Linked DNA regions of Salvelinus alpinus: region 2 is linked to region 1. Evidence: chromatin contacts called from public Hi-C data. All regions are on one chromosome and are shown on one strand. Each heading gives the region's core, a stretch centred on a gene start, on an enhancer-like site or on the middle of the called end of the contact. The rest is flanking DNA. Distances are from core to core; before and after follow the strand shown.

Region 1 (6,471 bases), core at 2,806-5,305:
AAACCCAGCCTAAAACCCCAAACAGAAAGCATTACAGGTGTTGAAGCACTATACGATACATATATTAAACATAAGAATGAGTGTGAGCTTTTGTCACAACCCGGCTCGTGGGAAATGACAAAGAGCTCTTATACGACCAGGGCACAAATAATAATATAATACTAATCAATAATTTTGCTCTTTATTTAGCCATCTTACATATAAAACTTGATTTGTTCATCAAAAATTGTGAATAACTCTCCACAGGTTAATGAGAAGAGTGTGCTTGAAAGGATGCACATAACTCTGCAATGTTGGGTTGTATTGGAGAGAGTCTCAGTCTTAAATCATTTTCCACACACAGTCTGTGTCTGTATTTAGTTTTCATGCTAGTGAGGGCCGAGAATCCACTCTCACATAGGTACGTGGTTGCAAAGGGCATCAGTGTCTTAACAGTGCGATTTGCCAAGCAGGATACTCTGAGCGCAGCCCAATCCAGAAATCTGGCAGTGGCTTCTGATTAAATTAAATTTCCGCTTGTTGCAATTTCCGCTTGTTGCAATTTCGACGAGGCTCTCTTGTTCAGATGTCGTTATGTGGACTGGAGGCAGGGCATGAAAGGGATAATGAATACAGTTGTTTGTGTCATCCGTTTCAGGAAAGTACCTGCGTAATTGCGCACCCAACTCACTCAGGTGCTTCGCTATATCACATTTGACATTGTCCGTAAGCTTGAGTTCATTTGCACACAAAAAATCATACAATGATGGAAAGACCTGTGTGTTGTCCTTGTTAATGCAGACAGAGAAGAGCTCCAACTTCTTAATCATAGTCTCAATGTTGTCCCACACATTGAATATAGTTGCAGAGAGTCCCTGTAATCCTAAATTCAGATCATTCAGCCGAGAAAAAACATCACCCAGATAGGCCAGTCGTGTGAGAAACTCGTCATCATGCAAGCAGTCAGACAAGTGAAAATTATGGTCAGTAAAGAAAACTTTAAGCTCGTCTCTCAATTCAAAAAAACGTGTCAATACTTTGCCCCTTGATAACCAGTGCACTTCTGTATGTTGTAAAAGTGTTTCATGGTCGCTGCCCATATCATTGCATAGTGCAGAAAATACACAAGAGTTCAGGGGCCTTGCTTTAACAAAGTTAACAATTTTCACTGTAGTGTCCAAAATGTCTTTCAAGCTGTCGGGCATTCCCTTGGCAGCAAGAGCCTCTCGGTGGATGCTGCAGTGTACCCAAGTGTCCTCGGGAGCAACGCCCCTTACCACTCCACTATGTCTCCCTGTCATGGCTTTTGCGCCATCAGTACAGATACCAACACATCTTGACCACCAAAGTCCATTTGATGTCACAAAGCTGTCCAGTACTTTAAAAATATCCTCTCCTGTGGTCCTGGTTTCCAATGGTTTGCAGAAGAGGATGTCTTCCTTTATTGAACCCCCATAAAAGTAACAGACATATACCAGGAGCTGTGCCAGGCCTGCCACGTCTGTTGACTTATCCAGCTGTAACGCATATAATTCACTGGCTTGTTTTGAAACAAAGCAGTAATTGTTTCAAAACATCTCCTGCCATGTCACTGATGCGTTGTGAAAAATTGTTGTTTGATGAAGTCATTGTCTGTATAGTTTTAATGGCCTTTTCCCCCAGCATTGTCCCAGCCATATCCGCGGCAGCAGGAAGAATGAAGTCCTCCACAATAGTATGGGGCTTGTCTTATCCACTCGGTAGCTCACCATATAAGACGCTTCTAGCCCCTTCTTATTAATGGTATCTGTTGCTTTTATACATGTCTTACTACTCGAAAGTCGTCTTAATTCTCGCTCAAAAAACTTGAATGGCTTATTTTTCAAATTGGCATGTTTGTTTCTAAATGTCTGCGCAAGAGTGAAGGTTTCATCGAGTTGTGAGATAATGCTTTTGCACATATAACACACTGTGGCTGAGGAAAGGCACTACTCCCAATATAAGTGAACCCCAAATCAATGTAGTTCTCATCATATTTGCGCCTCTTCTGTGGTCCAACGTCCCTGTCTGTTGTTCAGTGCTTTCCCGGGTAAGGGAGAATTAGCTCTTCGGCTGCATCAGATTCACAAGTGTCCATGCTAGCTGGGCAAACAACAAATGTAGAATTACTGATGCTAGCATTGGATGTGCTCATGGAAGCAGAACAACTTGTGTCGTCGACAGCTGTAGTACTGCTGGTAGTAGCAGATCTACCAGTAGAGCTGGTATGTGTCTCTATGGACACGGGCCTTACTTTTTTAACCATTCATCCATTTTCAAGCAAACTGAATGAGCAGCAGCTACATTTGGCTACATACGGACCGTTAATGGAATTCCCGCGAGAGAGTAACAGTTAATGTGATTGGATGTTCATTAGGTGATGATTTAATAAGCGCATTTGCGAAAAAAGCACTGTCGTTGCACCTATGTACCTAACCATAAATATCAATGCCTTTCTTAAAATCAATACACAAGTATATATTTTTAAACCTGCATATTTAGTTAAAAGAAATTCATGTTAGCAGGCAATATTAACTAGGGAAATTTACTCACTTCTCTTGCATTCTGTGCAAGCAGAGTCAGGGTATATGCAGCAGTTTGGGCCGCCTGGCTCGTTGCGAACTGTGTGAAGACCATTTCTTCCTAACAAAGATTGTAATTAATTTGCCAGAATTTTACATAATTATGACATAACATTGAAGGTTGTGCAATGTAACAGCAATATTTAGACTTATGGATGCCACCCGTTCGATAAAATACAGAACGGTTCCGTATTTCACTGAAAGAATAAACGTTTTGTTTTCGAAATGATAGTTTCCGGATTCGACCATATTAATGACCTAAGGCTCGTATTTCTGTGTGTTTATTATATTATAGTTAAGTCTATGATTTGATATTTGATAGAGCAGTCTGACTGAGCGGTGGTAAGCAGCTGCAGGCTCATAAGCATTCATTCAAACAGCACTTTCCTGCGTTTGCCAGCAGCTCTTCGCAATGCTTGAAGCACAGCGCTGTTTATGACTTCAAGCCTATCAACTACCGAGATTAGGCTGGCAATACTATAGTGCCTATAAGAACATCCAATAGTCAAAGGTATATGAAATGCAAATGTTATAGAGAGAAATAGTCCTAAAATTTCTATAATAACTACAACCTAAAACTTCTTAACTGGGAATATTGAAGTGTCATGTTAAAAGGAACCACCAGCTTTCATACGTTCTCATGTTCTGAGCAAGGAACTTAAATGTTAGCTTTTTTACATGGCACATATTGCACTTTTACTTTCTTCTCCAACACTGTGTTTTTTCATTATTTAAACCAGATTGAACATGTTTCATCATTTATTTGAGACTAAATAGATGTTCATTTATCTATTATATTAAGTTAAAATAAAAGTGTTCATTCAGTATTGTTGTAATTGTGATTATTACACATATATATATAAATATATATATATAAATCATCTGATTAATTGGTATCGGCTTTTTTGGTCCTAAAATAATCGGCATCGGTATCGGAGTTGAAAAATCTAAATTCGTCGACCTCTAACACACACACACACACACACACACACACCCTTTCTTTCTTTCTTTCTCTCTCTCTCGCTCTCTCTCTCTCTATAGTGCAATACTTACTTACTTATAAGTAGTTTCTAAACTATTAATTTGTTTATAGCTAGTTTAAAGTTGTCATAAACAGTCACATTGTTTGAAATTATGGATAACATTTTCATTTGCAACTATGCAGAGTACATAAAGGCTTGTGATGTGTGTAATTACCTAACAATTGCTCTCCCAATGGACAACAGTTGAAGATTTAACAACAAGTTGTCGCTTTTCTTATCCTAGCCTTAGCAGGTTGATGTAAAAAAAAAAAAAAAAAAAAAACGAAATTCCCCGCTCTTTAAAGTGACATCACTGCGTTTTTGACCAACCAACCCTTCCTTTATGCACCCATCTCCCGCAACTGTAGTGCGCCTTCCCTTCTCGGACTGTTTTGGTACTGAGCAATGCTATTGGTCTAGAGCTGCATCCATCATAGGATTATCTGTTTCGGGGTAGGTTGGTACGATGGAACGAACACCAACGCTTGAGAGACAGCTCTGCATTTAAAACGCCCAGAGAAGAATCAGCAACTACCGTACCTCGTTTTTTCTTTCATTTTCCTCCTATTTTCCTTACCAGTACGGCGTTGTCATGACGAATGCACAGGTTGCCTGGCATCGTTGACTGCCAATAAGTGAATATTCTTTCAGTACTTCCCTCCTATACAAGCACAGTTTTTTTCGCGTGCGATTTTTTGGGGGATACCGTTTGGATCCTAGGCTAAAATAAACCAGATCCACGTTGCCCGCCTGCATGTTGTCAGCAAGATTATTGCGTTGGCTATGTAGTGTAATGTAGACAGGTATCTGCATAGTGTTAATCTCTGTGTTCCGCTACCTTCTTAAGTGGATTGCACATCACCAGTCAACGATTTCTTCCTCCTCCGACCTCGGGTGCTGTGGACTCAGAGGAAACATGGGACTGCCTGCTCTGGAGTTTAGTGATTGCTATCTGGACAGTCCACAGTTCCGAGACAGATTAAAGTCTCACGAACTGGAACTGGACAAGACCAACAAATTCATCAAAGAACTAATCAAAGATGGGAAGGCGCTCATCCAAGCATTGAAAAGTAAGATCATCCATTTGCTATCTTGTGTTGTGATGATGACTGCTCTTCTGTGCCCAGCTAAATTCCCAAACAACTATGAATGAAGACATTGCCCTATCATAGAGCCCTATGTGATAGATTTCTAATCTTCTTAAAGATGATTTTAGATTTAAAGTAGCCTATATTGTGTATATATAAAGTATGAATGGTAACGTATAACGTTTCCATAATTGCCTGATCTTTTCATGCATAATTAGTTGGTTAGGACTTAGCCTAGTCATTGAACATCATCAGATAGAGGGCAGTAGAACTCTTGACAGGTGCATGCTGGTTGAACATGGAATTTGGAACAATGTATCATTAAGCCTCAAGCTAAAGTCCATGTTCACCAATCACCAGTCTGTCAGTGTGAAGTTCAAGAGCTAGTGTTTACATTTAGCCACAGTTGTCTCATAGGGTGACACACACTGTTACTACACTACTATACACATCCCGGAAGTTTCCGCTCCACTCTAACGCATGATAGATGTTCAAAACAGGCCAGTAAACAGATAGTCCATGCTGTTCTGCACAGTGCCCAGTCAGCTGCCATTAACGGTCTGGATCATTCTGCTTTTGTCTGTCAGGGACATCTAGAAATCAAACTGAATGACCCGTAGTGACCGACAGTCCCAGGTCAGAGGAGAACTGGGGTTAGGGATAGTCAGCTGTTGTAGGTACAGTTGGCTGTGTAGCTGCTGTGTTTTAATTGTATGTTACATGTGTATTACCCTGTGTGGCTCAGTTGGTAGAGTTTGGCGTTGTGTGTTTGACTCCCACGAGGGACCAGTACAAATACAATATGAAAATGTATGAACTCACTACTTACTGTAAGTCGCTCTGGACAAGATCGCACCACTTTTCACATTATTTCAAAGCTTTCCACTTTTGTGCGAATTAAATCCAGAATTAACCTTCTGGGCAAGTCCCTCTGCTTTGTCCTTGTTCTGGTTGCTGGTGGCACAACAACAAGTACATGTTTGTAACCTCTCACCACAGAGAGAAAGTAAACCTTACACTACACCAGAGGCTTTAGGCGATTCTTCAACCCCACTTTACACGTCTGTTAGTGTGGCATTTACTGCTTCCCCATCCGGTTGGTTGGAGTGTGGTTCCTGTGGCCAATCCTACAGTCAGTCACAGACTTCACACAGCACCAACACTAGCAGTAGTCAACAGCCTGCCAGCCAGTCAGCCAGGCAGCCAGCCAGGAGCAAGATGGATGTTCTGTAAGCAAAGGGCAACCTGTCATTAGGGATCCAGATGAAACGTTTTACCTCCGCCCTCAAACATGATATTATTTTAATCACTCAAATTAACCAACATTTGGGTTTACTGGCGCTGTTCTGCGGATGCGGGGGCTGCATATTTTGATATCTTAATTGACATTAAAGGTTGCCACCAGTATCCCAGAGATAAAATTGAGGACCAGGTTTGTGTGAAACGAGCTGTTCTTTAGTTTACCTCATGCGATTGGTCCACCTTCTACCGTATGTCACTGTTACACTAACATAGCTAAAACACACATCGTCTAGAATGAGTTATTACAGGTGGAATATGCTTCAGGCCTCTTGAGTATTTTTATGTGAGCATTACTGAGAATCATATATATATAGATTTCCATGAGGTTTTAATTGTTTAAAAACAGACTCAACATTTCAGGGAAGAGATGGCAAATGAATGTCTCCAGTAGCAGTTTCTTTTATAGAAGGTCTTGTAGAAGAGTATTTTTGTGAGTGTGTATCCATGGCCTATCAAACCTGAGTTGACATGTATCCTGTC
Region 2 (6,471 bases), core at 2,707-5,206, 250 kb after region 1:
TGACTAATGAACGGACAGACACAGACCGAGCCACAGTCCCCTCCCCGATTTAATAGTGGGGGACAATACTGCAATGTTGTAGCTACATGGGTTTTTACTGTCATGACGGCTACCAATAAATTTGTAAAAATACCTCAAATCCTGAAAACAGAGGTGTAGGCTATAATGTAGAACTTTGAAAGAGTGTTAACCTTAATACGGTATCACAACCGGACGTAATTGGGAGTCCCATAGAGTGGCGCACAATTGGCCCAGCATTGTCCGGGTTTGGCCGTCATTGTCAATAAGAATTTGTTCTTAACAGACTTGCCTATTTAAAAAAAAAGTTAAATTTTTTAAAATCTAATAACAAAAATGGTGATAAACATTAAGTCACCCTGAGGGATTCTCAACTGTACAGATTGGAAGCATGCCAAGTGCAAGTCTTCAGACTGGCATTCCCAGGCTTAGCCTGTATTTTAAGAGAGAAAGACCCCTTTACTAGAATACATAACTTAGCATGACCTTCAACTAGCTTAAATTCAAACATTGCAGTCTTTGCTAATTGCATTTCCCCCATAACCATTGAAAATATATCAGACATATATCATACTTAATGCTATTTCTTCAATAATGTTCGCTGTGACTGTAACAAGCTAACTGATATATTAGGCCTATTTACTGTGGTTATTAAAGAATGTTTATTTTTCTTAGGCAGGTCACTCTGAACACTCAATCTTACTTAAAGCAGGTAGCCTGGCGGAGTGTTGGGCCTGTTACCGAAAGGTGAAAATAATCATAATCTTCCGTTCTGCCCTTGAGCAAGGCAGTTACCCCTCAACAACAACTGTTCCCCGGGCGCCGATGACGTGGATGTCGATTAAGGCAGCCCACGCGCATCTCTGATTCAGAGAGGTTGGGTTAAATGCGTAACACATTTTGGTTGAATGAATGCATTCAGTTGTGCAAATGACTAGGTATCCCCTATCATTTTCTTGTTGGTTGGAGAGCTGACTTAGAATATGTTGTTGTTGCCTTGTGTCAGTGAAGCTTTGTCAATGAATGTAGAGCCTATCGAATATACAGTGCCCTCCGTAATTATTGGGACAGTGAAGCATCCTCTTCCTATGGCTCTATACTCCAAAAATGTTGATTTGAAATCAAGCAATGACTGAGGTTAAAGTGCACACTGTTAGCTTTAATTTGAGGGTATTTTCATCCATATCGGGTGAACCGTTTTTGTACATCAGCTCCCCATTTTAGCTGACCAAGATTAATTGGAACAAATTCACATATGTGTATTAAATTAGTCAAAAGTTAAGTATTTGGTCCCACATTCATAGCATGCAATGACTACATCGAGCTTGTAACGCCACAAATGTTTATTTTGGTTGTGTTTCAGATTATTTATTTTGTGCCTAATAAAAATGAATGGAAAATAATGTACTGTCATTTTTATTGTAAATAAGAATATGTTTCTAACCATTTTTACATTAGTGTAGGATGCTACCCTGATTACGGATAATCCTAAATGAATCATGAATAATGATGAGTGAGAAAGTTAGACGCACAAATATCATACCCCCAAGACATGCTAACCTCTCACCATTACAATTACAGAAAAGGTTTGCATTTTTCTCAGGTATGATATTTTTGTTTCTATCTTTCTCACTCATAATTATTCATGATTCATTCAGTATTATCTTTGATCATGGTAGCATCCACATTAATATAGAAGTGTTTAGAAACATTTATTCTTATGTACAATAAAAGTGACTCCAAAAAGACAATACATTATTTACCATTAATTTCTAATTGGGCACAAAATTATCTAAAACAACCAAAACAAACAGCAAATTCATTCAACAAATGTGTTGTCACAAGCTTGAAGTAGTCATAGCGAACTAGGAATATGGTACCAAATATTTAACTTCTTATTACTTTAATAAACATTTAAGTAAATGTGTCACAATACTTTTTGTCCCCTAAAATGGACCATGTACAAAAAGTGCTGTAATTTCTAAACGGTTCACACGATATGGATGAGTTCGCACTTTAACCTCATAGTCATTGTTTGATTTCAACTCCAAACCTTGAGTAATGAGCCAAATAAAGATTTTTTTAAATGCTTCGCTGTATCTGTAATAATTACGGAGGGCACTGTATTTATACATAACAGCTAGTATGTTGTTCTCGGGATTTGATGTTCGCTTATTTAATGTTTATATTTAATCTGAAAACGTTACCTTGAACTATACATCGTCGTTCACTTCAATCATTATTTTTTATACCAGTGGCACATCCTATTTTATGTCCATAGCCGTTATTCTTGATTGATCTTAGAATCTCACATTCTACATAAAACAAAAAATCAGAATACAAGTGTAACTTAGCTACAAATAAAATGGAGCGCTCTAGCTTTAACATTTATCTGGCCGTCTGTGATTGGGCGCAAAAACGGTTTAGTGTATCACAGTAATGTCCAGCTGTACTAGCTAAACGAAAGCGCCGCAGTGGTGCAACCTGTTGGCTGCGACCGGCAATTGCATCAAGTCAAACAGGAGAAAGTGATTATCATACCTTAATTAAAAACAAAAGTATGTCTATTAAGCTTAGCTAGTATGGCTAATGAAATCCTCAATGGGCTCAGGGGTCGACAGTGATAATGCTCTAACAGCACTGAGTCGCCTAATTTTACACTGATATGGTGGGCGTCGAACTACAGAAGCCATAGCACAGGGATCACACTACCTTATAGCTAAACCATTCCACAATCAAATATATGCTAAACTTATGCTGTAACGTTATACACAGGATGCATGGCTAGCAGATGTAACTAGTTTAATAATCCAAGATAGCTTTTAAAATACAACAAATAAGATGCAATCAAAGGACACATTTGATTACATGACTAGCTAATGTTACCTGTATCAAAAATTGGAGTTTCCCAAGCTAGTTCATCTCCAGTTTGTTGGAATTATGAGATCTATGGTTTCCAAACAGTCTTCAAAGCCAATATTTATCGTGCAACGTAAGCTGAATGGCTTTCTACTTTCCTCGCGAGACGAAAATATAGCGAACGTTAGCTAGTTAAAAAGCCTTGACATAGCCATCTCGTGCGCTGTTATTCCCCTGATCACTTAATCTAACAAATCTAAATATCTGGGGGTGTCAAACGTTAAAAGAAAGTAGCTGCCGTCAAATTAGCCATGTACTGTACGTTTGCTAGCAATGCACCGAATTCAGCTTGCTAGCTAGATGTAAATCAGACATTAAGCACAAGAAAACATGAATTCGCTATAAAATTCAAGAAGGATATCAGCATTGACATTACCAAAAGCTTGCTATGATGCAGTACAATAACGTTATAACAATCATTAACCGTTACATAATATCATAGTTAGCTACATATTAGCTTGTGCACATACATGTAGCAAACTGAGGCCGGGCAGCTAGTTTGACACTTCAGGGTAAACGCCCCTCTAAAGACAAACAGGACTGAACTCGAAAAATCTGTCAAAAACACGGCTGCGCACGTCGGCTTGACTATCGAATCAATTTAGAGATAATAAACTTATCAAGTAAACAAGCAAACTTGAAAATAAAATAAAAAACACGTTTTTAAAGTTCGTTCGATTACTTGCAACGTTACCTCGCTTTCACAAGTTTCGCCAAACTCGCCCACACAATGGCAGCTAGCTAACGTTACGTAACTACCTTTCAAAACGTTAACTTTTTTAACGTTTGTCAATACTTGTTAGTTATAACACACGACTGAGTAAAAAAAAAAAAAGAGACCACAACAAAGTATAAAATGTTATTTACGAATGACAACCCATTGCGAAGACTGTGCCTTACCAACAAGTACGAAAAAAAGTACAAACGAAGCGCGTGCCACTGAATTAAAATACAAGGAAACTTTCTAGACTACGTCCTCGACGCGCGTTTCACGCGACACTGCAGTATGTGAAGGCAGCTAACTAAATACAAACTAAAAACGCGGTCAAGAGACATTTCAGTTAGTCACGATTTTGCGAACTTCAAGCCAAAGCACGGCAAATTGTGCCTGACGTGCAGAATTTCAATGGCGCAGCACAGTCCGTAGATAGACGGAAGAAAGGCACGTTGACAGCCACCGACCTCTCTGGAAATAAACACATATGACAGCTGGCTCTGGAACGCCGTTTCCCTTCGCTCTGCTCTCAGAAAGAGTATCTACATATCTGGGGGAAAAAATGTATCCGATTCGGTGAAATACAATATTCGATAAACGCGATGTCTTCATTAAAACATAATATAATTGCGAGACTTTGAACCGCCCGTAAAAAGAAAACGGACTAATTTACTAAGAACAAACATGCGCAGAGAGAGGCTCTCATGTATGCCAATGATTCATAACACTGAAGTGAAAAGCAGGCATCTTCGCGTCTATAAAGTAACAATAATCCAATTAATTAGTATGTAGGTTGATGAATGCAATGACTGTCTTCCATTAATATTTCAACTTTGAGGAACTTGTCTAGATTAGCCTAATTATATAAAATAACAGTACATTTAACTATACATGTACAGTAACATGCTTGATAGGCAAAGGTTTGTATGGCTGTGTTTAAACAGGCAGCCCAATTCTTACATTATTTTTACTAATTGGTCTTTTGACCAATCAGATCAGCTCTGAAAAAGATCTAATGTAAAAATATCTGATGTGATTGTTCAGAAGACCAATGAATGGGAAAAAAAATATCAGAATTGGGCTGCCTGTCTAAATGTAATCAGCGTGTCACAGCCCAATTCTAATATTTTGTCCCTAATTGCTGTCTTGACTAATCAAAACAGATATTTTCCAAATAATTGGGCAAAGATCAGAATTGTACTGCCTACACCCTACTAAAAGGCCTTCATTTTAATGACAATAGTAACGATGGTTACTTCATTTATAAAGTGCTCATACATGGTAGACTACTCTGTTAGTGCATGGAAACTCATATTAACCATTTGTAATATTGAAAGCTTGTGGATTATGCATCTTGGCAATTAATTGACTAATTTCTGGATCTAGTCTGAGGAAGTTTTTACTTAATTAGTAATCGACACACCACAGTCATTTAGGCCTACTGTAGGTGGAACTGTATCACCATAAAGACCTGTGGTCAACAGTATTGGAAATGTTGGCAGCTGTGCTGTGACCTCTCAACAACTTGAAATTAGTCATACTAAAATATGTTTATCAAAATAAACTACTCATAATTTCCCACAACACGTACTTTAAAAAGGCTGAATGAGGTCCCAAAGGGCTAAAGATGAACTGCATCATTCAGGATACATATACTAAGTGTACAAAACATTAGGAACACCTAATCTTTCCAGGACATCAGTTGAAGCAAGGTGAAAGCTCTTATTCATGTCACTTGTTATATCCATTTCAATTAGTGAAGATGAAGGGGAGGAGACGGGTTGAAGTTTTTGTGCTTTTTTACTGCTTTTCACAGATGGATCCAAGGACCCAGATAGTGGGCGCACAGAAGCAGGCGTTTACGTTCCTGAATTTGATTATCAGATATGTAGAAGACTAACAGATGAACTGTCAGTATACTCAGTTGAACTGTTATCGATAATAGTTGCCCTCCAGTGGGTGGAGGACATACAACCTGTTAGAATTAGAACCTGTTAGAAGTATTCTCTGTCTGTATTGAATAGTTTATCATCTGGTAAATCTAATAGGAGGTATTAATGTTATTATGGAGAATTGAGAGAATGTGTGTAGTAGTGAGATTCTGCTGGGTCCTAGCACATTCAGGTGTGGAAGGGAATGAAATTGTAGACCAGTTAGCTAAAAGAGCTTTGAAACGAGATATAATTGATATTAATGTTCCACTGGGTAGAGGTGAAGACAAATATAAGATCGGAGCCATTTTGATCATGTGTAGCAGAAGCGATGGGACTCTGAGCACAACGGCCGGCATTTTATATGCCCTCCAAAGAAAGGTCGGTGGACCAAGATTAAAGGGCCAGATTAGGAAGGAAGAGGTGGTGTTTGCTCGATTGCACTTAGGACATTGTACATTGAACTCGTCATTACCTCTGGTTGGCAAGCATGTGAGTGGTTTGTGTCTGGAGTGCATGGTCGATGAAACGGTGGAGCATGTGTTATTATATTGTTGTAAGTATGTTAAAGAGAGGGAAAGATTGAAGTGTAGGGTCATTGAGGTTGGATGGGGTTTGGAAGGGATTTTGGGGAATGGGAAGGATCTATTAGAAGTTATTAGGGCTCTTTTTTATTTTCTCAGAAGTACTGAGTTAGGATTTCAAAATGTTGTAAACTGTGATTGACAACACACTCCAGCACAGTAGGTGGTGGCATGCACCTTTAACGTTAGTTTGTGGGCCGCCATTATATCATAAAAGAAGAAGACGAAGCCATGGATTGTGTATGTGTGACATTCAGGAGGTGAATGGGCAAAACAAAAGATTTAAGTGCCTTTGAACGGGATA

What was found. Hi-C and Micro-C count contacts between places; a contact is called where the count stands out from the background.
Region 2: a contact with region 1 is called in a Hi-C map of muscle, with 12 times the contacts expected there. The contact joins the promoter of LOC139537784 here to the promoter of LOC139537783 in region 1. A contact is called at or near these places in 2 of 3 Hi-C or Micro-C datasets (muscle and red muscle).

Annotation. Positions count from the first base shown.
Region 1 is chr13:45,763,968-45,770,438 of SLU_Salpinus.1, forward strand. It overlaps LOC139537783 (rho GTPase-activating protein 26-like), which reads left to right and starts at 4,056. Exons shown (of 23, transcript XM_071339557.1): 1 at 4,056-4,671. The coding sequence starts at 4,518.
Region 2 is chr13:46,017,727-46,024,197 of SLU_Salpinus.1, forward strand. It overlaps LOC139537784 (glucocorticoid receptor), which reads right to left and starts at 3,957. Exons shown (of 10, transcript XM_071339560.1): 1 at 3,838-3,957.